2 separate regions of the Zea mays genome follow, and region 1 is linked to region 2. Evidence: chromatin contacts called from public Hi-C data. All regions are on one chromosome and are shown on one strand. Each heading gives the region's core, a stretch centred on a gene start, on an enhancer-like site or on the middle of the called end of the contact. The rest is flanking DNA. Distances are from core to core; before and after follow the strand shown. Region 1 overlaps LOC103626578 (pentatricopeptide repeat-containing protein At4g04790, mitochondrial). Region 2 holds the start of LOC111274020.

The links. Hi-C and Micro-C count contacts between places; a contact is called where the count stands out from the background.
Region 1: a contact with region 2 is called in a Hi-C map of ear, with 5 times the contacts expected there. The contact joins the enhancer-like site here to the promoter of LOC111274020 in region 2. A contact is called at or near these places in 12 of 25 Hi-C or Micro-C datasets (bundle sheath, ear, endosperm and 3 more).

What each region holds. Positions count from the first base shown.
Region 1 is chr5:77,141,223-77,143,922 of Zm-B73-REFERENCE-NAM-5.0, reverse strand. It overlaps LOC103626578 (pentatricopeptide repeat-containing protein At4g04790, mitochondrial), which reads left to right. Exons shown (of 16, transcript XM_020538417.2): 15 at 289-503; 16 at 637-1,031. The coding sequence ends at 838. Among protein-coding and RNA genes, the nearest start is that of LOC103626578, 37 kb to the left of the region's middle. Within about 2 kb of position 1,417, at least 10 of the 20 cell types and tissues checked have an H3K27ac peak or open chromatin away from gene starts, as enhancers often do. A contact at or near this core is called in ear, leaf and seedling, where this site is marked.
Region 2 is chr5:76,973,762-76,976,461 of Zm-B73-REFERENCE-NAM-5.0, reverse strand. LOC111274020 reads left to right here and starts at 1,379. Exons shown (of 1, transcript NM_001357151.1): 1 at 1,379-2,700. The coding sequence starts at 2,348.

The sequences.
Region 1 (2,700 bases), core at 168-2,667, 170 kb before region 2:
TTTTACCCCCTTTTTTATTTGGTGAGCATTTCATGACTGTTTGATGTGATATCTCTTGTTTATTGTTCTGTTAGTTTGGAGAAGTGATTCCATTTGAATTATGTTGACACTATGAGTGATACTCATTTTTATGTTTTAGTCAACAATCTAATTGTACTGCTGTGTTTATTGGTAATGCAGATCCCTCTGAATTATTTTTCTAAAGGGTGTATTAAATGTTCCGAAACATATTTCCCTTCTTTTGGTTTATAATTGTAGCTTCGCTTACTTGATTGAACGGTTTTAAAGGTTTTTTGCCAAATATGGGACATGGAGACCACAAATTTGGATTTTGGAATGGTGTTTCTTGATGCTGTCAAAGAGCTTGGACTTAATGTTTCTCGGACAAGCCTTGACTTTCTTCTCAGCGCATGTGTAAAAGCAAAGGATTTGCGACGTGCCCAACAGATCTGGACAGAATACGAATCTGCTGGTCTTCCACACAACGTGCTGAGTTCCTTGAGGTTGAATTCTTTTACATAAGCCAAGAATTAATAAAGCATTTTCTGCATAATTGTTCATTTATGGATGATTTTTACCGTGGAGCCGTGTAAGATTTTGCTTTATGTGTTATTTATTACATTTATGCCTCTTCAGGATGTATCAAGCTTTTCTTTCATCTGGGGGACGTAAGGCGGCTAAGAAGTTGTTGAAAAAGATACAAAAGGAAGATGCTCACGTGCGCTACATAACATATGCTTGTCGTGCGACATACTGCAGTAAAGACTTCAAGCCTTCTGCTACAGTTAGGTTAAGTTCCAAAGGAAGAGCTAGATCAAAACCTACTAATGAGGGGTAAGAGGTCTATTTACTTTTACCACTTCCGTTGCAGTGAAATACTGAAACGGGATGAAATCAATTCTTTTGTTCTGGGAAATTCGCTCGTACTTGTTAACTCCTATCGCTTTGGATCTTAGAGACTAGGGTGATCATTGCTAACATCGGATTATATCTTAAGCAATTGGTGGAGCCATGGAGATTTTCTGATTTTATTTTTTGTGTGCATATCATGGTCAATATGAAGCCTTCACCTATAGGCTTAAAGGACAAGGGAATTCTAAATTGTAGCCGAACAGATAAAGACCCTGCCCTTCGTAATCAGCTTCTCTTAACAAAATCCTTCCATTAGTTGCTCATCTGTTTTCTTTTTTGTTTTGCACTGTGTGGAGTTGCTACATATGTTACTGTTTCTAGCTCGAAACAAGCAATCGTACATCCAAGGGATTGCAAAGAGATCATGAGACCACTAGCCATATTTGATGCCCCTTTGGTGACCACAGGCCACCATTCCTGTCAGACAGACCCACTCGGCTTAATGGCCTTAGCCTTGTCATAGTGCTGTCCATGTGAGCACAACACAGGAGTTTGGTCACGGTGAAACAAGGGTAGCATTGCCTTGCCTCCACAAGGCCCTCCCCCTTCCGTGCATCACCTACCAGGAAAAGATCTGCTGATCAGTTCCATTTCTTAGGGCTGGTTTGGCAGCCCAAAATTTCACCAGTTTTCCGGCCTTTTTCTCTGGAGATAAAGCCCACACAGATATTTTTCTTGGTTTTGTCCATCTGTATGTTTAGAAGCCCATCATCCAACAGACATTTGTATTCGTTCTCTCGATGTCATCTCCGCGACGCCCCGGCTCATGAGAACTATGTTACCACGGATCACAAGATCCACTCCCTTTCCTCCCGTCAGCAGATTAGACGCGAGAAGTTGTAGAAGACCCGTTTCCCTTTCCATAAGCACGACATAGAAACACACGAGACACAAGGTATAGTGTTGGGTCTCTGTCCTCTTTCTCTTCTCTGTAATATGAAGTGGTGTACATGTTCCTTATATAGAGATGTGAGACCCCTTAGGGGCAAACTCGGTATTTGCCCACATAATCCTAACTAGGGTTATTTAACACTCCCCCTTGGGCGAATACCGCGACCATCACATGCCTCGTTAAAACTCCGAAAAACCCAGTGGAAAAAATGTGGAGAAAGAGTGCATGGTGATACAAATTGCATTTGTACTTTGTTGCCTTGTTAAAAACCTCATGTAAGAAACTTCAAGAAAACTCACCAAGGGAAAAGAGTACAACAGCTGTCATCGTGACAGATTTTGATCCTCTGGGATCTAGATTCTATCGAATCTTCTACAAGGGCTAACTTTAGAAATGTGCTCCCCCTGATACTTGCAAAACCGCATCAATAAGGCAAAACATCTTCTGTAAGTATATGCACATAAAGATTTAGCAAACGGATTGCATATCCTTGCAAGGACTATTTCAGGAACTTTACCTCTACTCACTTCTAGGATATACGAGGTAAGTGCACGTATCAATATAAATAAGCCACTTTGACTGATGATGTTCGATCGACTGGATCTTTATATTTGATAGAAACTTTCATAAAGGTTCACATATTAATCATCAAGCTCACGCCTTCAGGGCATAGAATATGACATTTATTGTCTCACGATTGTGATCAATATAAGCATTCGCTCTCCCTGACGATGACATCTATCAAAGTCGTTATCCCTCATAACTCAAGCATATTCTTCAAGATATATGTCTCATTGTTCATCTAGAATAACGAGAATGGATGAGGTTGGAGTGCTATCATTTTCTATGTTACACCATAATTTATACATAGTTGTGCAAAGCAAATAACATGTCCT
Region 2 (2,700 bases), core at 130-2,629:
TCGGTCTTCGTCGTCAGCCTGATCGATCATGGCGGCACGCGGCGGGGCGCCCGGCCGGGATTAGTCTGCCGCAAGGCCCGGCCCGCCGACCTTGCAGACTGCAGAGGGAGCTTTGCCGGACGGACGGAGCTGACCGCTGACGGCAGAGCAGGAATGTAACGCCGTCACCGGTCACGCTGGCCGTCCGCGTCCGCACGTGCGCGCACGGCCAGCTCTGCACCGCTGCGTCCTCCCTGCACGCGCACGGCAGTCGGCAGCATCTATCGATCTCAGTGCTTCTGCAACGCTCATCTACCATTTTTTTATTACTACAGGGGAAGGGGAAATGAGAAGAAAATGTTTTTTTATTTTTTAAAGAATGAAAGAAGCATATAATTATAAAGTATCTTTAGTTAAACAAATAAAAATGTTCGTAATAAAGGAGATTTAACCCTCTCTAGGGCCCTTCGTTTTTCCAAAATAAAGACATGTAACTTTTTTTAGCCGGTTTATTTCTCTAATTTATATAAACTTTGATCACGTGGAAAAGAGTTCGGGTCCAATCATTAAGAACCGAATGCATTCTCAATCACTTTTGAACCATGTGCAACTGAACAAGATCTAAAGGTGCATGTACGAGTGTGTTTGATGTGTAAAAAAGATCAAAGTGGTAGTTTTTTCTATCAAAGAATCTTTCATGGTCTTGAGAAGAGCGAGCGAGAAGTGGCCAACTTCGTCAAAGAAGATTTCAACCCGTAAAGAGCTTCTAGTTAGTTTTAGCGTTTTAGCGTTTTGTTTGTGTGACGTGTTGGGTTTCTAGTGGGCTGTTTTGCTAGTGCTTCTTTTCTTTTCTTTGCCCTCCTCTACCCTAGTGTTGTTTTTTCTTTTCCTTTCCGGTGTTTGTAAGTGTCTCTTTCTAATAAATTTTTGGTCATGGCAATACTCTTGCCGTGTCCTTTTTCAAAAAAAAATAATAGACCAAGCGGTGGAGGAGAGGTGGTTTTGCATTTTGCTGCCGTTGCTATGCTCGGTCTCTAGATCTCACCATCAGTCCATCACCATTCACCACCGCCTGCGCCTGCACCTTCACCTGCACCTGCACCTACACCTGCACCTCGACTGCATGCCAACCGGGGGCTGCCTTTCCCGCCGCCCACCACGATCATCGTCCTGGAACAGGAATCAGAATCTCGCTGTTGTGTTGTTCACTTGTGCTGCTACAGCGACACGCCTGGATCCCGAGTCCCGGCCCGATTCCCGTTCCCGTTCGACTCCCTCTGCTCATCCTCGGAAACGGATTCCGCCGTCCCGTCTAGCAAACCTCTCTCTCTTCAGCCTTTTGATTCCCACCTCTCCATTCCCAGCGGCTATAAATCCCCGCGTCGCCGCTGCGCCAACCCCCCCTGGCCCCCTCCCTCTCCTTCCTCACATCTTCCTTCGTCAGCCGCAGATGCGCCAGCATCTCTCCCACGGGCAGGAGGAGGAGGAGCGAGAGGCACAGTGACAGACAGAGAGAGAGCGCGCGCGGGGGGAGCCCAGCACAGCACCTACACTAGCTAGCCACCGGCCACCACCACCACCACCACCGACCGAATCGGGTGCGCGCGGCGCGCTGCTCGTCAGCTCCGGCCGGCCGGCCGCTTTATAAAGCCACCCACCCAGCCCCGCCCGATCGCCATCGCCATACCCCCGCCTCCGTCCACGGACACACACCCGCCTTGCCAGCCGGCACCCTCCCGGCCTCCCCCACCTGTGTCCTCCGGCCTCGCCGCCGCAAAACCCGCCGCGCAGGCCGGTTGCTCCGATTGGGAGTGCCAATCGGAGCCAACAGCGAGGGAAGCACATGCTGCCGTTCGTCCTAGAGTTCCTCATTGATGTCGCCTGTGATCAGTGAGATCCTCCTCTCGGGGTTTATGATCAACTCCACACTCCGGCGCCGCACCCACCTGGTCCAGTCCTTCTCCGTCGTCTTCCTCTACTGGTTCTATGTCTTCTCATGAACTACTCGCCCCCATCATAGCCACGCCCCTTCTCTCCCACTCCTCCTCCTCCTCTTTCCCTTCCATCTAGTAGCATCTACCGTCCTCCTCTTCTCTCCGTGTCAGTCTCTGCCTTCGTCGTCGCCGTTTCAGTCGTTCCCTAAACCTTCTTTAGCTTGCATGCACTTCCCTACTGCTGCTAGCAAAGACCTTTATTACTAGTGTCAATTAAGTTACGAAAGAAGAAGAAAGAAAGAAAATTTCGAGGCCGAGAAAAAAGACGGCTTTGATCTCTGCTAGTGTGGTGTGGTAGTGTGTGCTTCTAGTAAGTAAGCGAGCCAGGGATCAAGAAGCAGAGAGCTGCTCTGTCTCTTTTGTCTCTTGCAAGAATGGCTTCCTCCAGCGGGAGCGGGAGCTCGGGCTCCCTCTCGGCGGCAACGGCGGCCCTGGCCGCCGCGGCGGGCACGGAGGAGGAGCTGCGCGCGCTCATGGAGCAGCGCCGCGCGAAGCGGATGCTGTCCAACCGCGAGTCCGCGCGGCGGTCGCGGATGCGCAAGCAGCGCCACCTCGACGAGCTGACCGCGCAGGCGGCGCACCTGCGCCGCGAGAACGCGCACGTGGCCACCGCGCTCGGCCTCACCGCGCAGGGCCTCCTCGCCGTGGACGCCGAGAACGCCGTCCTCCGCACCCAGACCGCCGAGCTCGCCGCGCGCCTCGGCTCCCTCAACGACATCCTCGCCTG